Regions from separate parts of the Mus musculus genome. Here regions 1 and 2 are each linked to region 3. The links are chromatin contacts, called in public HiChIP or PLAC-seq and promoter capture Hi-C maps. All regions are on one chromosome and are shown on one strand. Each heading gives the region's core, a stretch centred on a gene start, on an enhancer-like site or on the middle of the called end of the contact. The rest is flanking DNA. Distances are from core to core; before and after follow the strand shown.

Region 1 (4,679 bases), core at 299-2,798, 430 kb before region 3:
GTAGGCTGACTTCACATCAGTAGATAGCCACATAGCCAAGAGTATAGGGATGGCACCAATGGGACTCAGTGGGTTTTTAAAACAGAAATGAGGACACCAAGATGGGTGACAGTAGAGGAGGGTGCATCTGGCCTTCCCAGTGAACTCTCATTATTTCACTTGGCTAAGGGTCATTTTGTTCAACTGAGATGGAAGTCATGAAGCAGCTCTTTTAGCATCGGGTCCCTCTGATGTCCTTAATCAGGACACCTCTCAGCAGCACTCGGCGGCTGGAGAAAGGAACTCTCTGAGGCTCTCTGAATGCTCAGTAGTAGGGGCTTATAGCTATGCCTTCTCTGACTTCTGCAAGCCTGCTGAGTGCTTCTCTGACTTCTGCAAGCCTGCTGAGTGTGCCAGGGTCTGGCATCCATAGATGTCTTGTGCTCTTTGTGTTACTAACCCAACTCACTTTACGAACTATAGAGACAATAACTAAGCAATGCAATCATTAACAGGTTTTACTGTGGCCCACACTATATGAACATGAATGACGGAATGCAGAAAAGGGGTGTGCTAGTTAGTTAGTTGTTGTTATAAAATGCCCTGACAAAAGCAAATTAAGGAAGAAAGGGGTTTATTTTGACTTAGGATTCCTGAGGAATCAAGTCCCTCATATCAGGAAAACAATGGAAACATGTAAGGCTAGATAGGGTAGCAAGAGTAGAAAGTGAGCTAGTCACATTTTCATCTGCACACAGGAGGCAGACAGACATACAGACTGAGACAGAAACAGGCAGTCACTGAGAGAGAGGAAGAGACAGAGACAGAGAGAAAGTGAGAGAGTGACAGAGGGAGACAGACAGAGAAACAGAGACAGACAGAGACAGAGAGCTAGAGAGACAGAGACAGAGAGAGATCAGGAAGTGGGATGAGGCTATAAACCCTCAAAGCCCATCCATGGTGATATACTTCCTCCAGCAATGTTCTACTTCCTGAAGGTTCCATAACCTTTTCAAAGAGTACCACCAATTGGGGGTAAATGTTCAAATGTTCAACTACATGAGGCTATGTGGCAGGGAGCGTTTGTTTTTGTTTTGTTTTGTTTTTTTCATTCAAACCACAGCCAGGGAAGTCTCCCAGCCTTCTCTGTGAATAGTGAGAGAAACCCTGCTTATAGCCAGTCGAGACTACACACTAGCTGTCACCGGTTGGTACTGTTCCTTCCCAACCAGAGTAACACAGCTGTGAAGGGACGGACAGGAGTGGTCACTGATAAAGTTATCTGGAGCAGTTACTGGCAAGATCATCTAAGGGCTCTCTAAAGCTGTCAAGGCTTAAGGAAAGTTACTCAAATCAGAGATGCTGTTGGCATGGCAGTCACAATGATAATTGTGGTCCCAACAGTAGAAACAAAGTACCTTGGGGAGCCTGTCAGATTTGACGTCTGTCCCAGGTGTCAGTGGCTCGATCGATCCCTGGCTCTCTTAGCAGCCGCAGGGTATTTAAAGCACTCACCACAGTTAGAATAATGGCTGAGGAAGCAGATGCTTGATTAGCAGCTCACATGATGCCCCCAGGGAGTGGCTATCTACTCCAGTGAGCCTTCAGACACAGCAGCGGTGTCACCCACAGACCTGCTAGATGCTTAACTTGGTAACTAAGCTCATGATTCGGATCCAGATTTGTCACTGTCCTCCCTGGGGTAGTCGCCCGTTCTGCTCCCAGGAACCTCCTGATAGAATTTAGGCAAAGGGGAAACGTCTAGACAGCTTTCAGTCAAGCAACTAAATTGCTGGTACCTGGGGGGAAACATTGTGGTAGGCCGGCTGAAAGATCTGATATGGAAGTAATTAGTCATCTTCAGTGAACTTTATCTAAGAACATTTAACCCCCATCCAGTATCCTAGGGAGGGCTAAATTCTTCATATCCGGCTTAATTCCTGACATTTCTTTTTTCCCTTGCTCCTCAATCAGCTGTGCCCTGTGCTCAGAAATGATGGATGCAAAAATAAAGCTTCCTAATTCAGCTCCTGGTGCAAAGAAAAAGCATTTTTCTTTCTTTCTTTCTTTTTTCATTTTAATATTTTTATGTAAGGTCTCATTATATAGCTCTGATGGTCTAAAAATTCACTATGTAGAACAGACTGTCCTCATACACAGAGATCTTCCAGCCTCTGTCCAGCCACTATTTTACCTGGCTCTATTTTTTAAGATTTAGGTGTATTTAGTTTGTGTGTTTGTGTGTGTGTGTGTGTGTGTGTGTGTGTGTATGCCACACTTGTGGAGGTAAAAATACAACTGGTGAGAGTTCTCTACTAGCCATGTGGATCTAAATGCCAAACATACTTTCCCACTGTGGTAATTCTAGTGAGAAGTGAGAATAGCCCCCACAGGCTTATAGGTTTGACTGCTTGGTGCCCAGTTAGAACTGTTTGGAAAGGACTAGGATGTGTTGTCTTGTTACTGAGGTGTGATGTGGGAGGGGCTTTGGAGCTTCAAAGGCCCACACCTGCCCAGCGATTCTCTCTTTGTCTGCTGCCCATGGATCAGGATGTTCTCAGCTACGTTTCCAGAGTAGGTCTGTGTGGTGGTTGGAATAGGTATGGCCCCCTTAAGCTCACGTGTTTGAATTCTTGGCCAAGCTTAGAGAGAGGCACTATTAGGAGTTGTGGCTTTGTTGGAGTAGGCATGATCTGGTTGGAGGAAGAGTGTCCCTGTGGGGGTGGCCTTTTATATCTTGTGCCCAGTGTGGCACACAATCTCTTCTTCTGTCTTCAGCTCAAGAGGTACTCTTGAGAGTACCTCTCAGCTCTTTCTCCAGCACTATGCCTGCCTGCACTCTGCCATGTTTCCCACCATGAAGATAATGGACTAATCCTCTGAACCTGTAAGCCAGCCCCAATTAAATGTTTTCCTTTATAAGAGTTGCCATGGGCCAGGATGGGTGAAGAAGGTTAAGGGAAGAGAGAAATAAGAAATTAGTGCTAACAGTTTTAAGTTTTCCTTCTTGGATGATTAAAATATCCAGATGTTGATTGTGGCAAAAGCTGCCCAATTCTGTGAACGTAGTAAGAGCAGTTGGCTTGTGTTCTTTAAATTAGATAACTGGGAGCCAGAAAGATGGCTCAGCAGTCAAGAGCACTTACTACTCTTGAAGAGGACCCAGAGTGTGTACTCATTATACACAACATCTGTAACTCCAGTTCCAGGAGATCTAACACCCTTTTTCTGGTCTCTACAGACTCCTGCACACACATGGTACACATATATATATATTCAGATACACATATACACATAGTAATTGCAAATAAGTTAGGCAGTATAGCAAGGCCAGTTTCAGGTTGGCAAGATGGCTCATTGAGTATGATGCTTGCCTCCAAGCCTGACAACCTGAGTTCATTCCCTGGGACCTATATGGTAGAAGTAGAGAATTTGACCTTTGACCTTTACATTTATGCTCTGAGACATGTATGCCTTCTCCTCTTGCACACACACACACACAAAATAAATGTAATTAAATTATCTGAAGAAACAAGAATTTTCTAAAGGCTGATGTGGTAGTCCATTTTTTTTTATGGAATCTTAGCATTTGGTAGGTCGATGCAGAAGAACTCAGACTTCAAAGACATTTTAATTAGTTTGAAGCCAGCCTGAGCTACATGAGACCCTGTCTGGATGGGAATAAAACATGATTGCAAAGATGTTAGGCAGTTCATGAAATCTAAGTAAAGGGTAGAGAATCAAGCTCTGAGGCCAGGCTTGGCAGTTTATGCCTGTAGATAATTCCAACACTCAGGAGGGTTGGTAGATGAATTGCCAGAATTTCAGAGACAGCCTGTGCTACAGAATGAGACCTGCTACCATATCCCATCCCTTATCATCCCTCCTCAAAATGACTCAGAGGAAGCAAGGTAGAGACAGACTATTGCTCCAAATTTGGACCAGTGTGAAAGATGCTCCTGTTTAGGACTGGAGGTATAACTCAAATGTTAAAGTCTTTGCCAAATATGCACAAAACACTGGTTTTCATCCCCAGTGTCAGGTAAACCAGATGTAGTGCAGGCAATCCCAGCAGATGTAGTGCAGGCAATCCCAGCACTACAGAGGTGAAAGTAGGAGGTCAGAGTTCAAGGTCAGCCTAAACTCCATGAGATCAAGAGACTCTGCCTCAAGGACAAGGGAATGAAAAAATTGAAGAAGAGAGGAGAGGAGAAAGGAAGAAAGGAAAAGGGGAGAGGGAGGGAAGAGAAAGGGAGGGAAGGAAAGAAAGGAGAATGGGCAACTAGGTACACCATCATTCTTTGTATCTCTGTCTTACCTTTCCCCAGAGAAGCCGCACATAGAACCGTGAGATAGGTGGAGTACGGAACTGACTCAATAGGGTAACACTGGGCAAGCAAGTACTTTGGCTTCCATAAAAGAAGGTAAAGCAAGAGTCCCCAACAAGCCCCAGATGGATGGAAACTTTTTCCAAAAAAAGAAAAGGAAAAGAACTTCCATGCTCAGAGCCAAAGATGGCAACCATGATCTGTCCCTGTGCATACCATCCAAGGTGATGCCTTAAATAAACCCTCCTGTACCTCCTGCCTTCCCACACACTTGCTGCCAGGTGCCCAAGGAGGATTTCTTTTCTGTAAATAAGTGACTGACAGTCCTGTGGGTGAGAAGGTTGAGCTCTTCAACAATTCAATATGCAAATT
Region 2 (4,334 bases), core at 869-3,368, 280 kb before region 3:
CACACTCCAACACAGCCTCTTCTATCACTTAAATAGAACTACTTTAAATGAAGGGTTCCAACCCACAACTTCTCACTAAAATGATACCTACCTACTTCTAGCTCTCTGTTCTATTCATTCCTGTTAGCAGTCTTGCCTTTCCTGACCCAGATTGTCTACAGAAGGTTTCTTCTAGTCTGACCTAGAAAACAGGAAGCTCAGGGAGCTTGTTCATCAGCTCTGCAATGTGGTATCTATTTCTCTACACTTGGCATATGCTCAGAATTGTGACTGTCAGGGAGGGCTTCAGTGGGACCCTCACATTCAGACTTATGTGATGGATGACCATGGGTGACTGTCTTAGTTTGGGTTTCAATTGCTGAGAAGAGACAGCATGACCAAGACAGGTCTTATAAGAGAAAATATTTAATTGTGGCTTGCCTAGAGTTTCAGAGGTTCAGTTCATTATCATCATGGTGGGAAGCATGACAGTATGCATGCGGACTTGGTTCTGGAGGAGATGAGAGTTCTATATCTTGATCTAAAGGCAGCCAGGAGGAGACTGTCTTCAGCAGGCAGGCAGGCAGCCAGGCAGGCAGAGCCTCTCTTTTGTCTTGGGCAGAGATTGAGCATAGAACTCCAAAGCCCATCCTCACAGTGATAAACTTCCTCCAACAAGGCCACACCCACTCTAACAAGGTCACACCTTCTAATAGTGCCACCTTCCATGGGGCCAAGCATATTCAAACTACCACAGTGACAAATACTGGAGTAGATCTGTCTTATGTATTCATAGAGCTCAGTGCTGACTGTGGGGTTTGGATAATGAATTTAGACATCCCAGCACTTGTCTGCAACGAGGAGATTGGAACCACAGATGGCTGTCTTTGCTAGAATTCCTGATCCTACCACTTGGAGAGCAAATTCCCATACAGAACTCCGAAGATGGCACATCCACTGTACTTCCTGCCCCTGTGATCTAGGAAATGGGTTCTTCTCCATTCAGGAATCTTTTATTCTCGTTTTCTTCCCCTGACCATGACTATCTGAAGTTTTCACACATATTATGATGGACCACGTGTAGATACATGGAACAGAGAAAGACAGACAGACACACACACACACACACACACACATTAGTGAGCACCTAAACGATGCAACAACAGCATGAACTTCTCATGCCCCAAACACTTGCTTTTGATGGATGAACTCATGAATGTCCCAGACACCATGGCACAATTCAATGCTCAATCTGAGTAGTGAACAACAGGCTGACAACAGGCTCCAAAGGTGGAACCTTAGCGATGAGATGCTAGTCTTCAAACTGGCACCACCAATGACTAACTTGCAGGTCTTAGGGAGAAAGCAAACCTTCTTCCAGCAAGGAGAACACGGCCCCAGAAAAAAACATAAACAGTGAGAAGGGAAGGAACAGCTCTGAGTATTGTTCTCAGAGAGATGGAGGCAGATGATGTTAGTAAGAAAAGAAAGTGAGGTCTATGCTGGGGGCTGTTCTTCAGGGGACAGTGACACCCACTCCCAGAACCACAAGAACAGCTATGTTTCCTTCCCCATCTCTGTGTGTTCCCCTCCATGCCCATCCCCAGAATGAAGCTCCCTGTGAGGGGCACAGTTAAATGCTCAGTGTGCCTGCTACTCTGCCCCCATCATGAACATCAATCTGCATCATCCCAGAAGAATGTTTATGGCTACAAGATAACTGATCTATGTAAGGACTCCCCAGAGCTTTGGAAGGATGAGCTGGAAGAGTGGATTCTCTATGGGGAGTTTTTAAGAGAGAAAGATCAATCTTTAGCCACCCTCAGCTGGAAGGGGCCAGCAAAGGAAGGTAACAAAGGTATTTTGTTTCTGCTGCACTCTTAATAATTGAGGTTAAGCGAGATGACCGTATCTGTAAGAATTTCTGGAGCTTATTCAAATCACAGTCCTGGGGAAATGAGAGGCAGTTGCCTAAGGAGGGCTGTTTCCCTTCCTGTGTGTACTCTGAAGGTTCCTCTGTGTAATCATGTGATTCTAGGAATCCCGCCTCTCTAAACGTCCCATACTTTGTGATATTTGTCGATCTGGCCAGACACTGTGGTCTCTCCCAAAAGTACAATTGCAGCCACTGAGAGAAAGTGCCATGACCTTCGTCTTCACAGCTGTGCTCTGTCTGGGTAAGATTTGAAGAGGAGAAGGGTAATAATGGCCATACAGCCGGGTTCTAGCCAATCAGGAAGCTTCAGGGTGTTTAAGAGATTCCAGTGAAGCGAAAGAGCGCTTAGGTAGGTGTTAGGGGCAAACTTTTCATGGGGGATTCTCTTCTAGGGCTGAATCTGGGCCAAGAGACCTCCATGTCGGAAGGTGAGTACTGCTCCAGATCGCTCCTCACTCGGGAACTGAAGCTTCCCCCGCTCAGTGGGGCTCGAGAACATCAGATGATACCAGGGAAGGGGTACTAGAGCTGAAGGCTGAGATCGAGGGGCGATATTGTATGACTGTTTCCCTCATTTCTTTGCAGGGAATCCGCACAAGCCAACCCTTAGTGTTCAGCCAGGATTGGTGGTTGCCAAAGGGAAGCAGGTGACCATCTCATGTGAGGTGACCACAGGGGCCCGGGAATACCGTCTTTATAAAGAGGGGGGTCCACATCCTTGGCGCACACGGAACACTCCGAAGACCACAAACAAAGCTCAGTTCTTGATCCCATCAATTGAACAACGATCTGGGGGGATATATCGCTGTTACTATAAGACCCCCACTGGGTGGTCAGAGCACAGTGACCCTCTAGAGCTTGCAGTGACAGGTGAGAGAACACTCAGTCCCAAGCTAAGCACCTCAGGAAAGGGGTCTACTTTCAAGAGTGTCCTGTCTCACAGCTCAACACTGGAAGGCAATGCAGCCTGGATAGTCCCACTTAACACGCTACAACTTTCTCTTCTAGGACTCTATAGTAAACCCAGCCTGTCCACCCAGCCCAGCAATGTTGTGAATTCAGGGGAGACTGTAACCCTTCAGTGTGTCTCAACACTGGGATTTAACAGGTTTGTTCTGACCAAGGAAGGAGAACAGAAGTGGTCCTTGATCCAGGAATCAGAGTTTATAAACTCTACGGGGCAATTCCAGGGCCTATTTACTGTGGGCCCCGTGACCCCCAGTCAAAGGTGGATATTCAGATGTTACGGCTATCATGTCAACAGCCCCCAGGTGTGGTCGGAACCCAGCGATCTCTTGGAAATACATGTGTCAGGTGAGAAAGCTCCAACATTAACTCAGTTAGTGGTTGACAGCATAAGTTCATTGCCAAGAATTTTGCTTTTCCTAAGGGAGTCCCAGGAAGTAAGAGGATAAGAGAAACTGAACTGGAGCCCCAGATTAGGAGGAGTACTGGCACTTGCAGGTAGAATATGGAGGGTGGGGTGGTGCTTGACAGGTGGCAGCTCTTTGATCCCTCAGGCCATTTTCTCCCTAGGGCTGCCTCAAAAGCACTCACGGCTTACTTGTCCAAACTCTCAATCTTTCCATTGGAGAGAACCTAACTGTTGTTTATACATAGATTATTATGAAAGACTTCTCTGTCCAAGGGTTAGGGAAGTGACCTCATCCACAGCCCTGGCCTGTTATTTACCAAGCAGGGCTCTAAAGGCCAACTTCCCTTTGGACCCCTACCGGGGCTGGTCCAGATGCTATAGTGTACACAACGTCTCTTTCAAGTGGTCAGTACCTAATGACTGTGAAAACCCTGATTATAACTGAGGAGTCCAGTGGGTCCACTCAGAGACTCAAAACTGCACAGGACCAACCAAGGGAGAAGAGTTGGTGGCCAGGATGAAGGATGAGGAGCTCAGGAGCAACAGACTAGGAAGTGGGGCAGGAGCAGAGTCAGCGAAAGCAGGAAGAGAGCCACGTCCTCAGAGTCAGGTTCAGAAATAGTCAACACTTCCCCCATCTCTCTTCCTCTGGGACAGTTCCCTGTCACACTCTCACACTTCTCAATGAAGCGAGGCCCCATGGTATCCTATGGAGAGTAAGTGGCCCTGCAGTGTCAATCACTGAAAATGATAGGCACTTTTTTTCTGATCAAGGGGAGAGCAGCTCCTTCCTGTCTGTGTCTGAGATCAATGTCTCCTAGATCAGCAGTATCAGGCAGAATTCTCTAGGAGTGCTGCTGTGACCTCCCTTCTTGGGGACACTTAAAGGTGTAGCTGTTGAAACTTATAACCCTATTTGTTGTCATATCCCAGACCCCTGTGGAAGTCAAGGTCTTAGATAAGGGGACCCGTACCTGTAATGTCTGTGCTCATTCATTGCCCTGCCCGCAGGAGAACTAGTGCCTCTAATTATAAGGTTTGGTG
Region 3 (4,404 bases), core at 436-2,935:
CAGATCCTGAGCAGAACTTGAGATGGTGCTTATGCTCCTGATACCCAAGGGATGCCAGGCCAGAGATGAGGAACCTCGGGTCCCAGGCTTATCCGGAATCCTTGCTTTGTAAACTGGTACCTGAAGCTCTTCAAAGCCCAGCCCATCCAACTCCAAAGGCTGGCAACGAGTCCTCAGAACGCGCCCCTTCTCTCCACGTCGCTCTTCTGCCTCTCGTTCCATCTCCTGCTTCGCAATCTGCAGCATCAGAGTCTGCGGAATGGTTGGAGCAGACAACAGAGTCCCAAAAAGTATAAGAATAACAAATTTCCCTCCATCCTCCAGAGAGACAGAATATCCGAACATCCAAGTTTGTGTCTTTTATTCAAAACCTGCCTCGTTTCTGCCCGCGCGCACGTGGGGGGGGGGGGCGGGGGAGGCGGGGACTGACACACTCCGGAAGCGAAACCACTCCCCCAAAGCTCCGCCCACCCAAGCCCACCCACTGCGACCTCATCATCACCTTCAACTGAAGTTTTCTGGAGGCGGAGATCTTAGACTTTTTCTGCCAAGGTGATATGGAGAAAGGTCAGTGTGAGGTCCCAAAGTGGACACTGGGTGGAGCTGCAAGGCATCACGACCCACTCGAGTGCATACCCATTCGGGTCAGACATTCTTCAACCAGAACGCGGAGTCCACTGGAAGCCACGCTCCTCGGTCCCATCTACCAATCTTTGTCTCCGACTAGAGCTACGCACTGCCTATCTATTCACTGCTAACCACTACGCTCACGCCTAAACCTTGCTGTAGGCAAGTTCCCCCCAACCACAGGCCGCTGTCACCAAGCCCAACCTGAACCTTTCTGAAATTCTGCCCCACCCATAGGGCTCTGCCCATCACCCTACCACCCCTTTCCAGGGCCTTGGTCCTGCCCCCTTCTGGGTCTCAGAGGATTCTTGAACCCAGAAGCCCATCCTCTTGGACCCCGCCCCACCTTGGCGTGTGGCTCGGTGGCATAGGCTCGGTAGTTGGCAGAGGAGCGGCGTCGGACAGGAGCAGGCGCAGGCTGCGGTTCCCCAGCCTGGAATTGAAGCAGGCTACATCACTACCCAAACCCTCCCATCCAGCCCTTCCTGGATACCTCACCTCTAGCGGCAGGTTCCCCTGCCCACTGGTCCCCAGTCCTCTCCCTGCAGCACCCACTCTGGACCGAAGGTTCCCTACCCCACTTCTTAGCTCACAGCTCACCGCATCGCTGCTCCTGAAGAGAGAGAAACCGTGAAGAGGAAATCACTGATGGTGGTCCCCTGACTCTTGAACCCCAGGAGTCTGATTCCCAAATTCTTACCTCATTTCTACAGAAATCCAACCACCCTTGCCTCCTACTCTCTCAGGACAAGTATCCAACCTGGTTGCACCCTCAAGACCCACCGCACCTCTCCCTGTTGAGGTCTCCACCCCAAGGCTACGAAGATTCACATACTCATCAGCCATGATGATCTCCAGAGGCAGAGAACAGGATCGGAGATTCCTGGAGGGTCCTGGAAGGGTGTCCCTGGTGACCTTGGAGGTCTCTAGAGGTTGGGTTTCCTCTGGGCTGCTCAAGCCTCACTGAGGACACTGAGATAAGGGGCGAGGACAAAGACTAAATATACTGCTGTCTCCTCCCCTGCCCAGGATAAGCGATAACAGGGTGTGAGGGGAGCCGTGTGCAAAGCTCCAGTTGGGTCAACCAAGGTGCCCAGGATCTACACCCCTCCTCCTTTGACTCTAGCGCCCCAGCTCCCTCCTCCCTCAAACTTAGGAAAACCCGGAGCAAGGTCCCTCTTCTCTCAAATCCAAGAGTCTAGACTTCAGCTTCCCATGTTCATACCCAGAAATCCATGCCGGCCTTCTGTCCTCACACCTAGGTCCCTCACTGAACTGCAGTCTTTCTGGGACCTAGTGTGTCCTTTCTCTCCCCCACGTTTCTGTCGGTTTCAGTGGCCCTGGCATGTTTAGTTTGAAGGATCTTATCCTTCACTCCTGTGAAATTCAGCCAAGCCCACTTGCAAACCCACAATCGGGACCCATCCCTGCTGCTCCCACCCTTCTTGGCACTGGAGACCGACTGAGGACAGGACACACAGAGGTGACCCTGCGCTTTTTATTTGAATCACATTCAAGGAAGGCTATGCCCTTGTCCTTCCCAAAAGCAGCATGTCAAGAAAGGCCCAAGACAAAAGAGAGGATCTGGAGCCCAGGGTTGTCCCTTCAGCCTTCGATCCTTGTCAGGATAAGTCTCAGATAACAGTCTAGGACCCATCCCCCACCCTCACCCCTACCCCCCAAATAGTACAACCGAGAGTTCCAGGAAAGGAATTTGAAGTTCTAGTCATATCCCTGGGGTTGAGAAGGAACGCAGAGTAAAACCGCATGCAGGTGGGCTGAGCTGGTGATGTCAATCCCTGGGCCTGCTTCAGCAGTTAAAGGTGGGCTACGTGGTCCCTGGGGTTCATGTTACATGTTTTGGAGGTGCATTCACCCAGGACGTTGCCATAGCTTCCTGGAGTGGGCTTATCACTTCCGGAGGAGAGGCCAGGTCGGCTTGGGGAAGGCTGATTGCTTCTACAGGCAGGACTAGCTTAGCCTGGGGTGGGCTCATCGCCTCTAGAGGTGGGATCTGGTCAGCTTTGGATGGGCTCAACGCTTCTAGAGGAGGGGCCTGGTTGGCCTGGGGTGGACACATTGTCTCTAGAGGTGGGGCCAGGTCAGCCAGGGGTGGGCTCATCGCCTCTAGAGAGGGGGCCTGGTTAGCCTGGGGCGGACTTATCGATTCTGGGAGAGGGGCGCGGGTAGATTCCACTTTGGAGGGCGCGGGTCCAGATTCCACAGCTGAGTCTCCGCCACCCGGAGTGGAGTCCCCTAACTTGTAGAACCTCGCAAAAGTCTCCGAGGGTTTGGTTGCAGTGTGAGGGGCGAACCCAGCCACCCGCGCTATCTCTACAACGCGGTCAGAGAACGCCTTCAACTCCTTGGGCCGCAGGTCCACCAAGTACCTATGTTGGGAAACTGTGTGTGAGGAGACCTGGCTTTTGGCCCAGCTGTGACCTTCCCACCCCACTCCTCTGGCTCACCGAGCTAATTCCACAACCAGGTTCCCTCCGGGGGCCACGCAAGCCCCGAGCTCAGGGCTGAGAAGATGGACCATCCTAAGGAGAGAAAGGACTAGGAGCTGAGATACACAGGTGGGGACGGAGGTCCAGAGCAGGATGGAGACTGCAAAGCTTAAGTTCCGGCTTCTGACAACGAATAAACTGGGGCCCAATCCTAGGTCTCTTACCCACAGGACACGTAGAGGAGCTGGAACCGGCCCTGGTAGCAAGTCTTGTGGTGGAGAGTCTGCGAAGAATCGAGAGGCAGAAAGTGGATAGTGAAGGGTTCTTGAGCAGGCACTGAAAGAGAAGGGAAGAAAGAGGTCAGATCTGGGGCTGAAGAACTGGCTCAGTTGCTAAGCGGGTTTGATACTCTTTCAGAGACCCTGAGTTTGCACCCAGAACCCAAGCTTATAACCACCTTTAACTCTAGTTTCTGGGGACATGGTGCCCTCTTGTGGCTTCCGAAGGCACCTACATGTGTGCTTGCGCAGGCGCTCACATGCTCACACAGAGAGAGAGAGAGAGAGAGAGAGAGAGAGAGAGAGGGTTTCTCTGTGTAGCCTTGGCTGTCCTGGAACTCACTCTGTAGACCAGGCTGGCCTCGAACTCAGAAATCCACCTGCCTCTGCCTTTGCCTCCCAGGTGCTGGGATTAAAGGTGTGCTCCACCACAGCCCGGCTATGAATATAAATCTTGAGAGTCAAAGAGATGTGCACACAAGTTGCAAAGAATATTGGAATTTACACTCCTTATCTGTGGAGAGCAGTGCCGAGAGCAATCGCCATTATAAGATGGCGCTGGCCTCCGCTGTGCCTAACTAGTAAACAAGCCCTGTACGCAGGTGCGAGAGTGAACTCACTCCTAGTCACTGCCCATCTCAGGGCGTAGTAGTGGGGTGATGAGCGAGCAACAAATCAGGAGCTGACATGCCATATCAGGTGCTGAAACACCATGGCTGAGGGCTATATAAGCGACTCCATTTTCTGGGGTCAGGGTCTTCCTGAGAAGTAAGCAATAAAGCTTTGCCGCAGAAGATTCCGGTTGTCCCGAGTGTGTTCTTGCCAGCGGGGACAAAAGCTTGGGATACTTATCTTCTTTTTTTCCCTCCAATTTTTTATTAGGTATTTACTTCATTTACATTTCAAATACTATCCCGAAAGTCCCCTATACCCTCGCCCCCACAATTCCCCTACCCACCCATTCCCACTTCTTGGCCCTGGCATTCCCCTGTACTGGGGCATATAAAGTTTGCAAGACCAATGGGCCTCTCTTCCCAATGATGGCCAAC

The links. Promoter capture Hi-C pulls out the DNA fragments that hold promoters and counts their contacts. HiChIP or PLAC-seq counts read pairs in DNA pulled down with a chosen protein or histone mark.
Region 1: a contact with region 3 is called in a promoter capture Hi-C map of the HPC-7 cell line. The contact joins the enhancer-like site here to the promoter of Tnni3 in region 3. A contact is called at or near these places in 23 of 39 promoter capture datasets (the 3T3-L1 cell line, the C10 cell line, the HPC-7 cell line and 13 more), 1 of 15 datasets of contacts at CTCF or cohesin (the NIH/3T3 cell line), 2 of 484 Hi-C or Micro-C datasets (bone marrow-derived macrophages and cerebellum), 3 of 115 datasets of contacts at active chromatin or transcription factors (embryonic fibroblasts, embryonic stem cells and forebrain) and 4 of 9 other capture datasets (adipose tissue, liver, macrophages and 1 more).
Region 2: an H3K4me3 HiChIP or PLAC-seq map of bone marrow-derived macrophages shows a contact between it and region 3, with 7 times the contacts expected there. The contact joins the promoter of Lilra5 here to the promoter of Tnni3 in region 3. A contact is called at or near these places in 3 of 39 promoter capture datasets (the C10 cell line, HPC-7-derived erythroid cells and cranial neural crest), 3 of 115 datasets of contacts at active chromatin or transcription factors (bone marrow-derived macrophages and embryonic stem cells) and 3 of 9 other capture datasets (adipose tissue, liver and macrophages).

Annotation. Positions count from the first base shown.
Region 1 is chr7:4,089,848-4,094,526 of GRCm38.p6, forward strand. The region is part of intron 6 of 9430041J12Rik (RIKEN cDNA 9430041J12 gene); the gene reads right to left. Among named protein-coding and RNA genes, the nearest start is that of Gm23741, 9.7 kb to the right of the region's middle. Within about 2 kb of position 1,549, at least 40 of the 459 cell types and tissues checked have an H3K27ac peak or open chromatin away from gene starts, as enhancers often do. A contact at or near this core is called in the HPC-7 cell line and hematopoietic stem and progenitor cells, where this site is marked.
Region 2 is chr7:4,235,636-4,239,969 of GRCm38.p6, forward strand. It overlaps Lilra5 (leukocyte immunoglobulin-like receptor, subfamily A (with TM domain), member 5), which reads left to right and starts at 2,119. Exons shown (of 6, transcript NM_001081239.2): 1 at 2,119-2,156; 2 at 2,308-2,343; 3 at 2,501-2,785; 4 at 2,924-3,229. The coding sequence starts at 2,123.
Region 3 is chr7:4,520,843-4,525,246 of GRCm38.p6, forward strand. Tnni3 (troponin I, cardiac 3) reads right to left here and starts at 1,686. Exons shown (of 8, transcript NM_009406.4): 1 at 1,463-1,686; 2 at 1,228-1,240; 3 at 974-1,060; 4 at 503-544; 5 at 121-252. The coding sequence starts at 1,473. It overlaps Dnaaf3 (dynein, axonemal assembly factor 3), which reads right to left. Exons shown (of 12, transcript NM_001033548.3): 10 at 3,302-3,413; 11 at 3,096-3,170; 12 at 2,091-3,017. The coding sequence ends at 2,474.